Regions from separate parts of the Zea mays genome. Here region 1 is linked to region 2. A link is a contact called in public Hi-C data. All regions are on one chromosome and are shown on one strand. The core of a region is the stretch at or near the end of the contact, and the rest is flanking DNA. Distances in the headings are between cores, read along the strand shown. Region 1 holds the start of LOC100274102 (Per1-like family protein). Region 2 has its middle 100 kb from the start of LOC100274102.

Region 1 (5,457 bases), core at 2,039-4,538, 99 kb after region 2:
CGAACCACACGACGTGCACGACCACGGCGATCTCCATCGTCCTGCTCAGTGTCACCGCCGTATTCCTGCTCCATCTTTGTGGTCAATGCATCAAGGCGTGCCAGGATGGTGTCGAGTGTGGTGCGAGTCGCCGTTTGAGCAAGGTCAAGTTGGTTGAAACGCTCGGTCGTCGAAGTGATCGTTGAATCAAGCCGTTAATGCATCGTCCTAATGTCAGCAGCAAGTCCATCAACTTGTCCCCTTACTTCCTGCAACTGGGCATCCACCATGTCGTGTGCTCCTGCCATAGTTAGCGCAAACACCAAAACACCAAAAGGAGAAAAACCAACGACAAAAACAGGGGTGTACTGCTCACAAGGCGCTCACACTAGTGCTGTTATCAAGTTCTTATCCGTTCTTACCAAGCCACAGTGGTGAACTGCAATCAACAGGTGGAACCGGTGAAAGATTGGATGAGCGATTGCGTGGAGAAACAGAAACCTGCTCGTCGTAGAAATATGTGGAGTTGTGGGTAGGCTGCACTCAAGTCAAGGATTAGCACGATCAAACAATAATGCAAAGTTGAATTATAGTGCAAAACACGAAACTATATTGCTGGCCACAGGTGCAAAGGATGGATGGAACTAGCAGAATGGCAGTACCGTAAATATTGTACTAGTGATGCCAAAAAGGCACTAGTAGAAATCACAGGTGATTTTGTTTTTCTTTGTTTGTATAATTTTTTTGATATTTTTCTCAGCACAAGAAGCAACAAGATAGGAGCTATACGCAGTTTCACCTAAAACAGATATCAGATGTGGTCTATAGAAAATCAGGAAGTTCTCTGAAAAGCGTGCGAGAACGTTGACGAATTTTTTTCTTTATTTTCCTGAATTTTTTTGACAATTTTGTCGAAACCAAACAGACCAAAGGTGAGTTTGGCCGGGCTCAGAATGGTGTCAACAAGCTCCTGTAAAAATTTCAGATTTTTTGGACACCCGAGCGAAAAGTTATGCCCGGTTTACGGAAGGTACCTCAAGTTATGTTTTAAAAACTACCGGGATGAAACAACCGTATCCTTTCTCCTTCGTTTTCTTTTTTTTGTTTTTGTTTTTTTATGTAACCGAAGGAGAAAAACAAGGAAGCGGTCGTTGACTCGGTTTGTTTTTTTTCTGTTTTTTTTCGTAACCGAAGGAGAAAATCAAGGAAACGGCTGTTGACTCGGTTTGTTTTTTCTGTTTTCTTTTTGACGTAACCGAAGGAGAAAAACAAGGAGACGATGTTGACTCGGTTTGTGGCGTGATCAAACGGGAGATGGTGGCGGCGCTAGGATTTGAATGGTGGAAGAACACAATGCAACCAGCAACAAGGAAACGCGAAAGCACACAAATTCAACAATGCAGATTATTGAAAGAAAGTGCGAGGCTCAAAAGGGTGCTGGGATAAGATCTAACCTGAATTTTTATGTGGTTTTGTGGACTGTAGGAAAAAAAACGCTCGATAAACTCACCGATCAACCTGGAAATCTGATACCAATTGATGTAGCTGAGGTGCCCGATCTTTCGGCGAGTAGAGATAATTCCGATTTGGCGGAAGATGGCCCTTGCGATCCGACTACGACGAGCAAGCCCGAGGCGCCAATGCAATCGCTGAACCAACTCCCTGTGGTTACCGACCTTGCTGATGCGAGATCGGCCTGATCACGAAGATCGTTTCCTGTGCGCAATCGAAGAACGAACAAGAACAAGATGCGAGCAATCTAATCTATTACTCGAGGGTGGAGTTCTGAATACACGAAGACAGCGCAGATTTGCGCGTGTTCGAGAGTAGCTAAGGCTAACGTAAAACAAAACTCCGAAAATAAAGGAGGCGCAGCTCCTGAATAAATAGAGAGGGGGCGCAGCCCCTAGGGGCGGCCAACCCTAGGTCGTCCATTATGGGCCGCAATTGGGCTGGTCGTCTATTCTTCCGGGCCTTCGTTCTTTAACAACATGATGTAGTTCAATTCTCTTGCACGGGCCCGAGTCACTGGCCCAGGTGGAAGGGGTGGCGCCTGGGCTAGAGAAGGTGCTGCTGGTGTAGATGTGCTCGTGTTGGTGTTGATGTCCGCATCACCTACCCTATCACTAACGGGTCGGCGTCAACCGTCCACTCTGTAACGGTCCAACCGCAGGGTGGCGCATAGGACATCGTAACCCGAGAGCGGATGAGAATATAAAGGAAGGAATTTGGCACATGGACGATCGGACAATCCGACGTTGTGGCCCGGTCAGTCTGTAAGAGTAGCCCGAACAGTCCGCGATTAGATTAATTTAGGCTGGAGTTCTTAACTCTTGCATGGTTATCGTAATGACCTATGGGAAACTGTTCCTCTTCTATAGGGTCTCTATTGGAAGGCGAGATCTAGGTTATACATGAAGCCCTCTGCGCCATCCCGAACGGTCCGCCGTCTACATGCAGACGGTCCGTGTACCTACAAAGAAGAGTGTAGTTATCTGCTCCACGACGGACGAACTGGTGTTCAACCGCGGATCGTCTGGTGACCTATCACGAATCGTCTGGCTCCTCGCAGAGAGGTCCCCAAGATCTCATTCTTCGAGAGCGCGATATAGAGATCATTGATGTTTGGATAAAAAACGTCAACGAAATGGGCAAACTTTAGTGCTACATATTTTTTTTAAAAAAATACTAGAAAACATTTATTGAATAATTTGACTTTTACAATTTAACTTATAATAAATTACTTGTCTCTATTATACTATTCTTCCCATTGGTGCAGACTTTTATTGAACCGTTTCAAAAACGTCACATCATTTTTTTGTCTATAAAACTATACATCATAAGTTTCATATAAAAAACTCTATCACCTTCTATAAACTCTCTTTCTCTCTCTCCTTATGAATCTTCGTGTCATCATACTTGTTAATATGATGGGATATCTAATGAAGATAAAGGTTAAATGAAATCACTACAGGGATAACCTTGTGCATCTTGCTTCGAGAGAGCTGTAGTTTTTATTTCTAACCATTATTCCGTTTATCAATTCATGTAGCAGTTTATGGTCGTTCCATGTAGCAGTTTATGGATTCTTTTCCCGGTTGAAGGAGGTTTGGACTAGGCTGAAACGAGACGGCGGGGCCCCATCGTTGTCACAGCCAGTCTACTCCGGCGGCCCAGCCCACGTACAGTCGAGCAGGCGATCTCGCACCCCTGGTCGCCTGGTCAGCAGTGAGCAGTCAGCGGCTGCGCGCCGCCTCGTCGGGACTCGGGGGCAGAGCTGGGGCTATCTCTTGAGCTGGTGGTCAGGTACTCAGGAGGTCATCCATGATCCATCCTGATTCTCCCTCGTCCTGCTCCCCTTTCCTTGGCCGGCCGGCGCGCGGAGTGGAGGTCGACCGACATTGAATTCCCTCTTTCCTTCTTTGCCGCTCAATTGCCCCCTTGCTCCGCGGGAAGCTGGCCACCGGTCCTGCCTGCGCAATCCATTTTGTTCGTACTATTATTGTGTAACCATTGTGCTCCGTGGAGCCGTAGAGGTGGAGATCTGGGTTGCCATTTCCAGTAAGCACCCTGATTTGCTTACTTTTGCTCCGTCCGCTATATGTCCTGGCCTCCTGGGTATTCTTCCTGATTTCACTAGGATTTCACAGGACCCTGGCCGCGTCCGCTGCGATGGGTCGAAGCGTCTGGGCGGTTCCGTTGGCTTCCCTTCTTGCGTTTGGTTTGGTGCTCGGCTCCGTCGAGGCCAGCCTCGGGGATGTTGATCCGCGTTACAGGTGAGCTGCATCTCTGTGTGTCTCTCCTCAATCTCTACTTGTCTCCAGCAGTACTAATTAGTTATGCACCGATTATTTTCTGTTGCTCAAGACATGAAGCAAAACCCTGCTTGATCTAGATTCTTGTAGGAGGATTTCCGATTTCATAGTCCCACTGTTGTTATTGTTAATCCGGTAAATCTTGGACAGGACATAACATCTATGGTCTGTTTATGACATGTAAAGATAATGATGTGTTAGTGTGTTACCGTTTGAATGTGGCTGATGACTACTCCCATGCTAGCTAGTTTGCTGCATAGTAATATATCAATTTGAAATAGGGTCCCTCAAAATAGATCACACGCGCACAGCTGAATCTCTGCGGCAAACGGTCATTTGATTAAGTTAACACTTGCTTTCTATGCCAAGTGGAACATGTATCAGTGTCTTATGAGACGAGATGTGAAGCAATAAGGCATGAGCTTTACTAGAACAACTTGATTGCCTGGTGTGTAATTTTGTAACAACGAGTTGGTTCTAGGATCCTAGCAAACATTACAACATCAACTTGGAAATAAGAATTTGGTTAATTATGTCTTATTTGGATTTGATGACATATTATGAACTAAACTTGCTATCTCTACACCTAAAAAGACTCTGACGTCATCTCTTGGTGACACCAAATCTTGATCCTTGCTCATGTGTCCGTGTTCGATATGAATCATCCTTCATTCACAGCTCATGTGTTGTCGTCCTACCCAATTTCGATACGAAAACCAGATCTCACGTCCGCATCCAATTACTGAGGTTTATGGCCATGGTGCAGTACACAGGCATATATCTAGTGTACCTAGAAAAGCCAAAGCAACTTACAATTTCGGACAGAGGGAGTACTATTTGTGAGAATGCAATAAGTTTTGAATTTATTGAATTTGACCCTATGACTTGTATATTGTGTCCATTACATTACTAGGCTTTTGAGGCTTGAGCATTGTGCCTGATAAAAACACTGCACGAAGGAAGCCTGAACCTTTGATGAGTTTTGCTGGGCCAGGTTGTGATGGAAGGGAAGCCCTAGTTGTATTGGATAGGAAGTGATTACATATTTACATATATATAGAGACCCAGGATAAACCCTAACCCTAATGGGTCGGGAGCCCAACAGTGGTGCCAACCCGGCTACGGATACATATAGGAAACACACACTCTACCCTCCCCTCGTAATCGCAACGGCAGCACCGCAAACGATGAGACTGGAGCATAAGCCGAAGGTAGGAGCCGACGGGTTGAAATCCCTCACAGTCGCAGTGCTGTGAGGGTGCAAGTGTTGCGGCTGGAGCAGAGGCCGATGTGCACTCCATGCAGATGATAGCCCCTGGATGCCGAGGTAGCTGAAGTCGAGGTGGTGTGCAGCCTCGTTCTTCGAGGGGTAGACGTTCGAGCGTCAACAGTCGGCGGGGCGACACAATAAAAGAAGAGCAGCAGCAGACCGGGGACCTTCTTGCTTCTTCTATCATCCGGTCGTCGAGGGGCCTTGCCAGGGAGGCCAGCGGCAGCACACACATCTGCGTCGGTCAGGATGGTCGTGCCTGCGGTTGAATAGAAGGGGTATCGCTAGATCCGGCCTTGGAAGACCACGACAGCGTCGGATCTAGCCATGAAGACGGCGATCCGGCCAAAGGGACGACAGATCCAGACGGGAAGGTTGCGGCAGCAGTGGATC
Region 2 (5,349 bases), core at 2,558-5,057:
TGTAGATTCCAAACATATTATATCAAATCTGTCTTGAGTTGGCCATCGCTCGACTTGCATCTGATATTAATTGTTGTAAGTTGCAACGAGTTGTTCAATCTCTAGAACGTTCTTATTCGTAGACAAATTTGGTCTTGAAACATCTTATAGTCTGCCCTTTCAAGCCATGGCAAGTGGCGTTCAAACTTGACATCCAATTTGTGTAGTACGACATAATCAACAATATACTTGAGGTCTTCGGGATGCCACATTCATGCTAGGCCTTCGGTTATGACATATTGGTCTTGAAGAACACTAAAACAATATTGCTCAACATATTTCCTGAACTCTACTTGCTTCGTTGTAAACAAATTTTGCTTGTTGCTCACCGACACTAATACACCACTAATCAATGTGACCCAAGGTGGGTAAATGTCGTCGCACAGGTAATATCCAATGTTGTATTCTCTTCCGTTAATAATGTACTTTACTGCTGGAGCGTTGCTCGATGCAGGATTATTGAACACACCGGAGAACGATGGAGGACATTGATTTCATTTTAAGAAACAGGGAGGCTAAAAAGCATGCCACAACCAACGATCATGGCTAGCTATTGCCTCTTGGATCTATGTAGGTTTCTTGAAATGACCTCGATAACTATTGTGCAACGCAGTCGGACACTTCTGTCTTTTGCCTCTGATAGAAGCCCTTAGACATTATGCTCATTTGGTTGCCTAAGGTACTCTGGGAAAATGAGTGCACAATAGTTATGATGAATTGACCAACAGTCTCCAAGATGGTGCTCTCGCCCATACAAAAATACTCATCAAGGACTATCAGTCGAGCTCCCATAAGCTAGCATTCGTATGGCTATTGTTACCTTCTAAATGTGGTGAAACCATGGTTGATGAGCTGCATCATATGATTCTTGAAGTACAGGTTAGCTTGTTGTAAAGCTTTAGAAATGTAACTGAACATAGATTTCGTCATCCAGAAACCGTGATAGTATAGCAATACAATGTTAGAACATTGTTATGGCCAGGTATTCAAGTACATAATCATGGTCTTTGTAACTAAATGTCGATGGAATAACTCCTCATTATACTCAGGGTTTCCAACAAAATAATCTTGCATGAACCAAAAGTAACCTAATCTTCTGTGTCCTGGTGGATGACGTGACGACAAATAATGGAGCCATTATTGTGTGGTAGTTGCTCATCCTCCTCTACGAGTCGTGTGGTATGCAGGATATGGAGGAACTCTTCGTCGCCGTACATCGGCATCATTCGCCGATATCGCCTCTCGAACACTATTATTGATTTGGTGTCTTCTTGAGTGCTGACATTGTAGTAGAGGAAGTTGCTTAATGAGTACATACACATAAAAGATATGAAGTTGTGCAGGCCTACAAACAGCCTAGTTCATGTCAAATGCAGGGAATTCCTAATTACAACCAAATTCGAGCTGTACCGAGGACATTTTAAGGTAGGGAGGACGTCGTGCGCAATGAAAAATGGAGCTTAATTAAGCGGAGGAAGGCAGAGGGAAGTGGGCTAAATCACTTGTTTAAGGATGCGGAGGAGGCGTGTCTGCGCTAAGGTTATGGTTAGCAGATCGTGTATATTGAACATGCAAAACACTGTTTTACGCTGTAGACTATATTTTGTAGAGTGGAGTTTGAAGCAGTAAATGAGTAGGGGTAAGGTGCTGAGCAGGTCGTCTAAATACCACTCCTGCTGCTGCTCGTGAAGCAGCTTTGGAGACAGGCAGGCCCCTGGTGGTGGCTCGCCTCTCGGCCGCTGGTCTCGATCTATACAGTACTACTCATGTCTCCGAGTCCTCGCTCCTCGGCTGCTCCGGGCCGGCGTGCGGCGTGGCCATTGCCCGCGCGCGCGTCTCGAGATGGCACGGGCACGGGGACGTGCGGTGGCAGGCGGCAGGCGGGCAATCAGCTTTCGCGCCTGGTCCCCTGAGACGCGCCCCGCGGCCGTACGTACGTGGGCGTGACTGACCCGGTCCGTCGGGACGCGCTGCGACGCGACACCCCCCCCCCCCATGCGCTGCTGAGCGAGGAGAGGGGCAGGGGCAGCAGAGCAGAGGAGGGGGCCTTTGACCACCCACCCGTGCGCGCACCACCCGCACGAGGGCCGCATTCATTTCGTGTCGTCGCATCGGTCGGGGCCCCCGCGCGCGCGCGCGTCAGCACGGCGGTCAGCCACCGTCGTGCGTGCTGCGCATGCATGCATGCATCCTCCGATCCCCGTCCAAGGTTCCAATTCCAAGCCGATGGAGCTTTTATATAGTGTATGTACTAGTACGTACCGTACCTGTGCTGTACCCGGCCTACTTATCATTTCAACCAGTGGCAAGACGACAACGCGATCGATCTCCATCCATCGCGCACCAGGTCGTGCCTGCAGGAGCAGATGCGTACGTGCGTGCCTCCATAATATATGTTTCCGGTGATATGATAGAATCTGTCCTCGGTCAACTAATTAACTAGTAAAAACACCATTCACGAACTAATAGGAGTATACTACTTGTAAACATATATACACAGTGCATTCAAACACCCCTTAGGCCTTGTTTGGGTAAAAAGGGATTGAAGTAGATTGAAGTGTATTTTAGGGATTAAAAAGGAAATTAGTTTATATTACACTTCAATACACCTTATACCACCTCAATCCACTTCAATCTAAGATTACCCAAACAAGCCCTTAGTATTTTCTATACCATCATTATGTTTAGATCACATGTGGATATATCTGATGACTGAATTAAAGTGCTGCTGAAATTACCTAAATTTCTAACAGACTGTAGGTGCAAACCAATGAGCACTCACTCAATGTCGGTTGATGTACTATTACTCCCAATTAAAGCTTTGAATCGAGGGCGACACACTATCTATATCGGTCCAAAGCAATCGACAGTGATTTATCTGTTTCGTGGTACCATATGCATGGCTAGCTTGTCTACGTGTGACGACCGCATCTAAAAGATTATTGGATATTTTTAGAGACCACCTCGTCCTTAATTAACTCGTCTCTCTTAATGATCAAGAATCTTACTGTTTTCTAAATCTTTCATTATTAGGTGCTGTTTGGTTACATAATTGCAACGTGATGGGTAACGGATAACATTAAATCATGTTTGTTTAATTCCATCTGTAATCAGATACCACACTGGAAATTGATACATGTCTGTATTCAAATTTATTACCGATATCACTTGAGTGTGGATTATTACTATTGTCATTTATGTTACATTGTGTGAATCAAACAACATCACCTTATTGTAGTTCCCTAGACCTGATCAGTAAAGACGTACATTTGATTGCACCCCAAACTTTATTTGTACTACACAGTGATGTCGCATCGCCATTAGCGGCCAGAAGAGCATATACCCATACCAGCAATATATCAATATGTAGGGGGTACTGTGCTCTCGTTCATGCACGGATCGAAGCAATGTAGACTTGCTCTAGCTAGGGGACGTACGTACGTGTGGGCATGCATACACGCCCCGGGCCCACACTACGCGTAGAGCTACACATAACACATGCGTACGTGTGGCGCTTTAACAGCAACGCTCCAGCCGTCGAGCTAGCTAGCGCGTAGTAGTAGTACGTGCGTACGTGCTACTAGCTCGTTAGCTAGCTAGCTAGTGTAGCAACCAGTACGCGTACGTATACGAGCACCAGCATCTATCGTCGTCGCTGCATGACTGCATGCATGCACGGCAGCTGCGCCACGCCCACGCGCTGGGCCGGGTGGATCCATCCATCCGTGACCATGGATGATAGATGATGATATCGAGCTAGCTGACGAGGGTGGTGCATGGTCTACAGCAGTCTACACTCTACACACGTACACGCACAGTCGCACAGTGATGGCTGGCAGCTGACATGCATGCGCGCGCACGGGTGTGAAATCGGCACAGCACGCGCTTTGTCATCTCGTGTCGTGTGCCTCTCTTGCTAGGGATAGCTCCTGCACTGCACTGCACCTACGTTGTTACTCCGCCCGCTTTCCCTCCATTCGCTCCAGCATGTACAGCGTGCATGGGTGACCTCTGTACCCTGTTGTTTGGTCTGTTTCTAGCTTTTCTGTCATACTCTCTCGATCGGTTCCAAAATAAAAATAAATGTATTTCTAAAGTTCTAGTACAAAAAAGATTAATATTCTATAAAAATATAGTCATTGCAAATAGAAAAAAAAACGTTGTAACTAGGGGCAACTATAATGAGCAGCAGCAAATTAATAAAATAAGTTTTCTCACAACCTACGTCGTTCTGATCCATCATCTCCCTGCCAATGCCAAACTAACAACGAACGTGCCACAGCAGGCAAACCGATCGACAGATAAATCCTCAAAGAGCTAGCTAGGGCGCCGGCCGGCCGGCCGGAGAGCAGTCACAGTCGTCCGGCCGAGCTGTGCTGGAAACGAGAGATGAACAACGTGTGCTTGTTCCGCTAGCTGTTGGTGAACTGCACGGCCGGCCGGGTTTCCCATTCGGGGGAGCTAGGGAGACCGGCCGTACGCGGGTGTACGTACCGATTCTTGGCCGTATTGTCCAATCAGACCAGGGACCAATCATGCACACACATATATATATATATGCACGAATACGTCGTCGCACTTGCATAATTCGATGAAAGGGACGATGCATGTGCACGCACGACGGCACGAGGGTTATTAAGATCGATCTATGCACGTCATATCACCGATCGCGCACTAGCACTATCGGACATAGCTGTTTTATCGAGAGTATGACTGATCTCGACAAAAAGTGTCATCGAAATATACATCGGCAACATTTTCTTTGTCGAGTACTTTTTGTTGGTACTTAACAAAGTCTTTGCTGAGTGCCAACGGGTACTCGCAAAGAAAAGTCGTCGTCATGACGCAAAGTGAAGGTCATAGAGTCTTTGTCGAGTGTCCTGTCGACACTCGACAAAGAGGTCTCCCTCGTCTACTGGCACTCACTATTCTGGATTTGGACCTCGGTGTCCTTCCATGTAAACGTCAATAAATCGAGGTTCAATATATACACGGGGTGTAGATATTGTATGAAATCACAACCATATGGCAACCATATAAATCCACGAGTGTGTAGAGGCCCAAAATAAATACTACTTCGTTACCCCGAACAAACTCAACATATACACAACTTTGCTGTAAGGATTCAAAATATTTCTATAACAGAGCATGTAGAGATTGTATGAAAGCACAACCATAATACAAATGTTTCTTATATCAGAGCGAGCTTTTAATCTTGGAATTCTTAATTGTACAGAATCTGTTATGGCAAACTATTAAACTTTAAAGATGAGTGACAAATTGCTTTTTAGTCGAGCTGTTGTGTTTTGA

The links. Hi-C and Micro-C count contacts between places; a contact is called where the count stands out from the background.
Region 1: a contact with region 2 is called in a Hi-C map of ear, with 4 times the contacts expected there. The contact joins the promoter of LOC100274102 here to the enhancer-like site in region 2. A contact is called at or near these places in 8 of 25 Hi-C or Micro-C datasets (ear, endosperm, leaf and 3 more).

The regions. Positions count from the first base shown.
Region 1 is chr2:41,249,024-41,254,480 of Zm-B73-REFERENCE-NAM-5.0, forward strand. It overlaps LOC100274102 (Per1-like family protein), which reads left to right and starts at 3,289. Exons shown (of 6, transcript NM_001148481.1): 1 at 3,289-3,540; 2 at 3,630-3,755. The coding sequence starts at 3,652.
Region 2 is chr2:41,149,479-41,154,827 of Zm-B73-REFERENCE-NAM-5.0, forward strand. No RefSeq gene overlaps it. Among protein-coding and RNA genes, the nearest start is that of LOC100274102, 100 kb to the right of the region's middle. Within about 2 kb of position 3,808, at least 12 of the 20 cell types and tissues checked have an H3K27ac peak or open chromatin away from gene starts, as enhancers often do. A contact at or near this core is called in ear, leaf and tassel, where this site is marked.